Linked DNA regions of Mus musculus: all the other regions are linked to region 1. Evidence: chromatin contacts called from public HiChIP or PLAC-seq and Micro-C data. All regions are on one chromosome and are shown on one strand. Each heading gives the region's core, a stretch centred on a gene start, on an enhancer-like site or on the middle of the called end of the contact. The rest is flanking DNA. Distances are from core to core; before and after follow the strand shown. Region 1 holds the start of 9130024F11Rik (RIKEN cDNA 9130024F11 gene). Region 2 holds the start of Aox1 (aldehyde oxidase 1). Region 3 holds the start of Boll (boule homolog, RNA binding protein).

What was found. A called contact is a pair of places that touch in the nucleus more often than the background predicts. HiChIP or PLAC-seq counts read pairs in DNA pulled down with a chosen protein or histone mark.
Region 2: a contact with region 1 is called in an H3K4me3 HiChIP or PLAC-seq map of embryonic stem cells, with 4 times the contacts expected there. The contact joins the promoter of Aox1 here to the promoter of 9130024F11Rik in region 1. A contact is called at or near these places in 1 of 39 promoter capture datasets (liver) and 1 of 115 datasets of contacts at active chromatin or transcription factors (embryonic stem cells).
Region 3: a Micro-C map of embryonic stem cells shows a contact between it and region 1, with 3 times the contacts expected there. The contact joins the promoter of Boll here to the promoter of 9130024F11Rik in region 1. A contact is called at or near these places in 4 of 39 promoter capture datasets (the 3T3-L1 cell line, embryonic stem cells, hippocampal neurons and 1 more), 2 of 484 Hi-C or Micro-C datasets (both in embryonic stem cells), 2 of 115 datasets of contacts at active chromatin or transcription factors (astrocytes and embryonic stem cells) and 1 of 9 other capture datasets (macrophages).

What each region holds. Positions count from the first base shown.
Region 1 is chr1:56,970,080-56,972,989 of GRCm38.p6, reverse strand. It overlaps 9130024F11Rik (RIKEN cDNA 9130024F11 gene), which reads right to left and starts at 1,521. Exons shown (of 2, transcript NR_024326.1): 1 at 1,219-1,521. Satb2 (special AT-rich sequence binding protein 2) reads left to right here and starts at 1,656. Exons shown (of 11, transcript NM_139146.2): 1 at 1,656-1,878.
Region 2 is chr1:58,028,542-58,031,244 of GRCm38.p6, reverse strand. It overlaps Aox1 (aldehyde oxidase 1), which reads right to left and starts at 1,276. Exons shown (of 35, transcript NM_009676.2): 1 at 1,187-1,276. The coding sequence starts at 1,228.
Region 3 is chr1:55,362,438-55,365,233 of GRCm38.p6, reverse strand. Boll (boule homolog, RNA binding protein) reads left to right here and starts at 1,481. Exons shown (of 11, transcript NM_001368767.1): 1 at 1,481-1,935. The coding sequence starts at 1,915.

The DNA of each region.
Region 1 (2,910 bases), core at 272-2,771:
CGGGGCGGAGAGGCTAGGTCCCCACGGCTCAGCTCTGCTCGCGCCGAACTCGGTCCTCAGCCGCTGAGGGTCTTCGGGAGCCCCAGTGCTGCAACCCGAGGGGCGCGCAGCTTCAGCGCCCCGGCCGGCACAGTGTTCTGGCCTCCGGGCAGCTCGGGCTGCGCCGCTCGCAACGTAGCCCGCGTGGCGAGAGTGGCAGGGATGCAGCCTGCCTTGTGCCCACGGAGCAACCCTTTCTCCAGTGCCGGACCCACAGCCAGCCGGACGGGCGGAGTCTCGCTCCAGGCGTTCGGGACACCCGGGCTATTGTTCCGGACCCGCGGCCGCACGGGATTTGAGGGAGAAGTGGCCTTCCCCAAACGCGGCCGGGAGCGCTTCGGGCCGGGCCGGTCGGCTCCGAGCAGATGGGGAGCTCGCTCGCACCGAGAAAAGTTGCTCCGAGGGGCGGAGGCGGTGGGTGGTGGGCGGAGGCGGTGGGTGGGGGAGGCGATCGCCCTCCTATCTCCAAAGTCGAAAGTACTCGGCGGCGCAATTAACAGAGCCCGGAGACGAGGCAGCCTCTGCCGCCTCCCGAGCGCCAGCCTGCGCCTCTGCGGCGAGCCGCGACACGGAGCGCCCGCCTAGTCGCCGCAGCCTGCGCGCCGGGACGAGTGCGCCTAGGGGCTGGGCGAGGCGGCTGCGCCCTGGACTTGCTACAAGGAGGAGGACCAGACCCTGGGCCCTGGCGTTCGTCAGCGCTTAGACGCACCCATTCGTCGGCCGTGGCCACCGCCTCGCGCCACACTCAGTCCTCAGCCATCCGTCCTTCGTCGCCCGGTGCATGAGGTCCTTGCCACCCCGCTCCCACCTCCGACTCCCCCCTTCCTCCTTTTTCCCTGACTCCCACCCCCTCGCCTATCCCTGTGCCTCCTCCGCAGCCCGGCTCCTTGGGTCGCCGTGCTCACAGCGATTGATTGATTGATGTTTAATTTCCTGCCAGGCGGGGCCCCCCTCCCCCCGCAACCTCCCCAGCCCTCCTCCCCGCCCCCCACTCCCCTCCTTCATTGCGGTGGACCAGTCTGGCTTGGGTTTAGATCCGTCCCCCCCATTCCCATCCCGAAATAACCCAGAGACATCCCCTACCCCCACCCCAAATTATTATTTTGAAGGCGCTAGATCTGGGGACCGAAAGGGGGAGGGGGAGAAATCGGAAACCGAGGACAACCCAAAAGGACTCACTTTGCCTGATGACTCAACGCAACTAATAATCATCTCCCTCTCAGTGTCTTTCTCTCTGCGGCTTGTCAGTGAGTCCGGCTCTGGCTTCTGGCAGAGGCAGCCGCGAGGGGAGAGGTTGGAGGTGACAGCTTGTGCGGCCGCCGCGTTTTCTCTTGCGCGCGGTCCGGGGTCTCCGCACCTTCCCCGCTCTTGGTGGCAACGTCCCCGCGACTCTGGCCGCGCCTCCTCTGGAGCTAGCGGCTGTAGGAGCCAGCAGCCGCCGCAGCCTCCCAGTCCTCAGCCCTTTCTCTCCAGAACCGGTCTTCTACCCGAAGGTGTGAAAGGCTCTTTCAGCCCCCTCTCCCCCCCCCCTCCTCCGCCGTCCCCTCCCCCGCTCGCTCTGGTGCCCCTTTGGAGGAGTCCTCCTTTCCCTCTCCTCCTCCTCCCTCACTGCCCCCCGCCCCCATCATCATAACAACCATCTCCGAACCAGAAGAAGACACCCTGACCCAGGACCTTAAACGCTAGGACCGGGGAAGAGGAAAAGGAAAGGGGAAGGAGGAAAGAGAAAGGAAGACTAGGACAACACTACAATTCACCAAAAACTTTCCACCCTGGATTCTCTACTTTTGCTCCATGGACAGAGCCCCAGCCAGCCAAGTTTCAGACAGACCGTGAGCAGTAAGTACGCTGGGCGAGGGCTCCCACGCGGCGCCTGTAGTTCGGGAAGCCCTGGGCGCGCTAAGTTCCCCGGCTGTTCTGGGGCTCTGGCTCTCACGCGCGCTTAGGCGAAGCCGGGAAGTGCGGTGGAGCCTTCACTGGCAACCCCTCCGAGCACTCCCTACATCTTTCGCATTCTTCTTAACTCCTCTCTGTCCCCCACCACCACCTCGTCTGGACTCGTGGCGACTAGGCTTCTCCCGCGTCCAAAGCGCTCTTAGAGGATTCTCAGAGCCCCTGGTGTATTAGGGGTTCCTTTCATGGGTTTCAGTGACAATGTGGGCGCCGTTTCATCAGGTGTTTTCCCTTCTTCCGGGTCACTCCTCCAAAATTGAAGAGTATGGAGCACTGCTCGCCTAGGGACCTCGAGAAAAACTTTCCAGATTTAGAAATTAGGATTAATGAAGCCTGCTCCTGTACCTAAGAATCAAGATTTCTTTCTCTTATGTTGTACGCTTAATGGCTTAAAAAACAACAACCACATCCAGGATACGATGAAGATAAGAATGCTCCCAAATAATAATTGTGATCCTGGGATGGAGGGTAGCCTTTCCAAATCTCAGAGTGTTTTGGGATGCTCGCTCACGTGAAATTATAGTTAATTTTTTTGTGTGCAAAGGTGTGTGTTTGTGTACACAAGTGTACTTGGTCCATAAAGGTAAAAGGTGGGGATTCCATGGATCCATTGATCCAGCTTGGCCATCCACAGCGCATTTATCAAGCAATTAATTTGCTTAAGGACCCGTGTAAGTCCTTGCTCCCTCCCTGGCCTGGTGGGACCTCTCGCCCATAAGTACGCTCCTTTCAAAACCCTGACACCCCAAGTGGGGCTTATGGTGGTGGTGGCTCTTTATCAAAGAGAGGATAATGCCAGCGCTGCCCGCAATGAATGGGGTACTGCTTAAAGGCTTCGAGGTCCGACTCTGTCCACACAACTGAGGGCTAACTCTTGGGACCTGAGACAGAGCAGGTCTTAGTACCTCAAGTTCTGGG
Region 2 (2,703 bases), core at 27-2,526, 1.1 Mb before region 1:
CCTTGGAGTCTGCCTCCAAGAGGCAGTGAGGCTCCAGTGAGCGGCAATGGATTCCGTTCGTTTAGTAAGGACAGAATACACTCCAGCTTTTTCTGTTATGCAAAAGGAAACGGAAGGAACAGGGCAGCCATTTCACCCATTATTCTAGTTCACCTTCATGGTAGTCCTGTGGGGAGATGGGGGGACAGCTAATGGGTTTCATCTATTTAAGGATCCATCTATCCCGCTTCAGGGCCATGAAGCAGGGACTCATAAAGGTTTTTTTTTTTTTTAAATGGGGGCTTCTATGATTTGGGAGACCCTGTTCTTCAAGGAAGAAAACACATTACAAAACTACAGCAGTGTGACTCAACTTCATAGCCTCCGAAGAGTCCTCACACAGGAAAGGTCTGGTTGGCGCTAAACCTTCCTTGGCTTCCAGTTGGTCAGCCAGTGCCAGCTAGAACAAGGGCTCTGGCTGTCCCTAGCCAGACACAGGGAACACAGCGGGATCCAAAGGGCGGAACTGACATTGTGGACAGCAGCTCTCCACCCCCCACTCAAAGTGCTATCAGTTTACACAGAGAACACTCCAGATGAGCTGGGCCACTGCCCAGACGGCTGCTTTAAACGATGCCCAGAGGCTTTGCTGTCCCCAAGCAACAGGATTTGCCTGGAGCCGCCATAAAAGTCTTCAGAGCCAAGGCACACACACAAATAAAACAAAATGCCACACTCGGCAGGAGCCCCTGATTCTGGCAAGCTGTGCTGTGCCAGGAACTTGCTTTGGCTTCACCAAGTTGAAAAATCACAGAGTAGCTAGAACCAGTGCACCTCTGTGGCCCTGTTAAAGCTGGGTATTGCTCACCCAGACAAGCAGAGACTTGAGGCTACTTATTTAATTGTGCTGGAAGATCTTATCAGCCGGAGGCTTTAAGGGAGGGAAGGTCTGGATGCTCCCCGTCCGGAAGGGAGAGGCCCTGGGATTCAGACATTCTGAAATTCTTAGTCTTCCATGCGCTGGTCGTGATGCGAAAGGTCTGAAAAATAATCTGATCTCCTTTGAGTTTTATAATGCAGATTCCTATGCTGAGGACCCAATGAGACCCCATGCTAAGGTTTCAGCGAAAGCAGGGCGCAGGCTGGGATAGGGCCCAGAACTGGGGTCCGGGGTGGTGCAGGAGTCTGCCTACCCGCGGGCTCTCACCTTCTGGCCATTCACGTAGAAGAGCAGCTGAATGGGGTCCATGACTCCGAGGTCCCTAGCAGGTCCCTAGCAGCGCCAGTCCTTGCAGAGAATAAATTGCCCGAGGCTACAGGGCGGGGCTTGTCTGTGCTTCTAAGTCTCCACCCTCCCAGAAAGTTTTGGAAGAGCCAATGCTGCAGAGGTCCTAAAGGGAAAACTCTCCTGACACTACAGAGTGTGCCAGCGTGGGAGACAAGCTGAAATCTTTGGGTTTTGGCATCGATGGGAGAGAGGGGTAGCTGGGCGGCCAGCCTCAGGAAGTCCTGAGTCATTGCTCTAGTATCTGTGCCAATGCTTGCTTATTGAAGTGGTTTCCAGAATCCTCTCGTTTGTTTAGGGGGAAGGCAGCCTGGCTGTACTGCTGAGTCACTTCCCAAGAGTCCTGCGCCCTTAACCTCACTTTTTGGCTTTCTTTATATTTTAGAATCCACTTTATAAAACCTGGCAAGTCTCAAATGAGACCAAATTATTTTCCAGGCCTTAGTATATCTCCCTAGGTTATTTTATTCATGCAATACAACATCCCCACCCCTCAATACCCATTCACACAGGGTTTCTCTGGGTAACAGCCTGGCTGTCTTGGAACTCTTCTTTGTAGACCAGGCTGGCCTCGAAATCACAGATCTCCACCTGCCTCTGCCCCTTGAGTGCTGAGATTAAAGGTATGCACCACTACACAACATTTTTATTGTGAAAACTTCCCGTTTGTAGGTAGAGGAGAAGAAACCACATCTCAGCAATTCCAGGAGTGGTTAACAGTAAGTGGCTAACACCTCCTTGCTTCCCAAGGATCTTAAGCACATTTCAGACAGTGTTTTACCAGTAGACAGAAAACGTGTGTGTATGTGTGTGTGTGTGTGTGTGTGTGTGTGTGTGTGTGTGTGTGTGTGTGTGTGTAAGCATCACTATAAAGCTATGGCTAGTTTGGAATTTACTGGCTTTGAACTGACAGCTTCTATCAGCTTCTGCCTCTTCCTGAGTGCTGGAATCAAAGGTGTGTGTGAGCCTCCATATCTGTCAAACATTTTCTTTTTTGAAAAATACTTTATGTTTGACAGGATCTGGGGAAATGGCTCAGAGGTTAAGAGCTTCCAGGACCCAGGACTAGAACAAACCTGTTTTCTTTATAAAGTATCCAGTTTGGGGCATTCTGCTTTAGCAATAGTGAAGAGATTAAAAGATTAGATGAACAGATTAAAAGCTAGAATTCTTTTACTCTCCTGATGCCAATAATCTCCATTCTAAAATCTTACTAACTAGAGATGGCTCAGTGGCTCAGAGCATTTGTTTCTAACAGATTCAATTCCTAACATTCACAGTCTTCTGAAACTCCAGTTCCAGGGAATCTCATTTCCTTCTTCTAATGATCCAGGGCCCCTGGCATATGCACATGTACACATCTACTCCCCCCCCCACCCACACACACCTACACACACACACATACACACACATGCCCATATATATACACACATATACTC
Region 3 (2,796 bases), core at 232-2,731, 1.6 Mb after region 1:
TCTTTTATCTGGGAACTGAATGATCATAGTTGGAGAAGAGACCCCAGTTGAGTTTAAATATTTTGGCAACAAGGACTAATGTCTGAACTTTGCCTTCCAGCAGCATATCCCATTATGAGCATAAGAACTGTACTGTCTACTAAGTTGATCCAATATAATTTTGTGTGATTCAGCCAAGTATTTTTTAAGTTCCTTTTGGATAAGAAGTAAAAGAGGAGCTGAACTGAGGAGTGTAGCTATCTTCCCTAACACAGTCACTGTTCCCTCAAGTTTGTTCATTATGTCAGACCAAGTATTTCCTGTGACAAGTGGCCTTTTTAGAAGATGCTCCCTTCAAAAGTAACTATTCTAGTAGGAAAGAAAAAGACTTCAGAAGAAAAGAGCACTAATCAAATAATAATCAAATCCTTAGTTACAACTGGAGGGATAGAATGCCCAAAAATCAATTCTAGAATATGTACTTAAATCTGAATACACATCTGTGTATTATTCCTTTTCCACAGAAACTCAAACCTGAGAAAATGAGTTTAAATTGTATGCAGAAAAGTATTCCAACTGCTAGGATGCTTCTACAATTAACAAAAATTGTTTCCCATCTTATTTTTGGTAAATAACTAAGCTTTTGGATATTTATTCTTGATAACTAACCTTTGGACATATTAACATTAATATTGTTGCTGCTTACTCTGAGGACAAGTTATGTAACTTTTTACAGTTGCTGATACTGATCTGATGGCTTAAAGCCCTTAAAAGCCAGCCCATTGAGATGAAGAATCGGGGTTGCAGAGCGCTAGGGTTAAAGCTACAGCTTTAGACTTTGACCCAAGTATTTAGCCACCTATTTACAGTAGAAATGACCATAAAGCACTGCACCGGAAACAAGATATGTGTATGATGGATAGTTGCTTATAATAATGACAGTCCTTATTACATGAATTTATCTAACAGAAATTACATACTACTTAAGAGAGAAGGTAGGCTCTCAGGCACTTTTTAAAAAGTCCTTGCAAAGGAGTCTTTGAACGGAGTTCCCAAAGCTATGGGGCCAAGTCTAATGAAGCTGGTTCCCTTCCCTTAGGCTCTCTCCTACTTTTATTTTATTTGCTTGTTTGTTCTTTTATGGGAGAGTGGGGGTGGGAGGGAGAGAGGGAGGGAGGGAGGGAGGGAGGGAGGGAGGGAGGGAGGGAGGGAGACAAGGTCTCACTGTGTAGCCCTTAAACTAACTATCCTTGAACTCGGTATATAGACCAAGCTGACCCTGAACTCAGAAATCCTCCTACTCTGCCTCCCAAGTGCTGAGATGAAATATGCATTATTAGCCAGGAGCGCAGGGCAGCTAGCCTACCAGGGGCCTGAACTGCGCTGCCCCGCCCTCCCTGGCAGGGATGAGTGACAGCGACAGCGACAGGTGCTGAGAGCAGAGGCGTCCGCTGCTTCTGTGTGTGGCGCCCGGAAGGGGGAGCAGAGTTTGCACGTGGGAACTTGTCTTCCTGTCTTCGAGCCAGCTTTCGGAAGTCCCCAGAGGCCACTCTCTGTAGTAGACCCTAGAGGTCGGCCCTCCAGGGCAGGGAAGGCTCGCCGCTCTTGCCTTCCGCGGCGCGTTCCCCTCCGCTCGCAGTGCTCGCGTCCGTCCGTCCAGCCGTCCGTCCTGCCGCCGCTGGCAGTCGCGGTGCGCGCCGTCCGTGCCGCCGCCCCGGCGGCCCCGGGACTTGCGCACAGCGCCACCGCCACCGCCGCCGCGCAGCCCGCCTCCCCCGCCCCCACAGGGCAGCTCGCCCGGCTCGGAGACTGCGCCACTGCAGCCGCCGCCGTCGCCGCCAGGGGGAGCGAGTCCCCGACGGGAGACGCGCCGGCTCGCTTCCTGCGAACGCGCCTTCCAACTTGAGCTTCCCGCGAACTCCGGAGATTAGAAAGATGGAGACCGAGTCCCGGGCGGTGAGTGCTGAGGGCCGGCCGGACTCTGCGCGGCCCGGCTTCGGACGGGCTGGAAAGAGTGGACTTTGGAGTCGAAAGCCTTGCTGTGGGGTTGGGAAGGAACGCGCCGCGGGAGGGCAGCGGGCAGCCCCGCTGAGGAGAGCGGCCCCTCGGGCTGTGTGAGAAGGGGCGCTGGGGGTGGGGGAGGCGGCGCTGGCCCTCGGTGGGGCGGACGGGCAGCTCGGGGGAAACGGCCATCGGCCAAACATGCCTAGCGAGCGGCCGCCCTCAAGTGTTCCCGCCCGGACGGCGGCGCCCTCGACGGCTCGCCCTTTTCAGGACACGTTCTCGCGGGCACGAGTTGCGCGGCCGTCGTCGACGCCCCGACCCGGGGCAAGGCCTGAGCCCGGGAAGGCCTGAGCTACGCGCGCTGCCCTGTCAGGCCTGGGCCCGGCTGGGGCCTAGGGGCCCCCACCGCCCCCGCCCTCCCAGTGCAGCCTGGTAACGTGCCGCGCCCCGCCCCGTGCCCGGCCGCCAGCCAATCAGCATGCGCCCACGCAAGGCCGCGGCCCCGCCTTGCACGAGGCGGCCAGCGCGTGGTAGGTGCCGTTGAGGGTTCCCGCCACCGCTGCTGGCGGGTTTGCCTGACAAAATTTCTCGCTGGCTGGCCTTCTTTTCCCTCCCGCACTTTGGTGGGGAGGGGGGAGACCCTCGTGTCGGTGTCCCGGTCCACGATGACCCGAGAGAACCCGAGGACGTTGTCAATCCGGCCATTTGCCCCATCGCCTCAGCCTGCTGGCCTCCGAGGGGAAGGAGCACCGAGGCGGTGACTGCGACGGTTAGCCCACCTCTTCCTTTGTCTTTGCAAAGATGATCCATCTC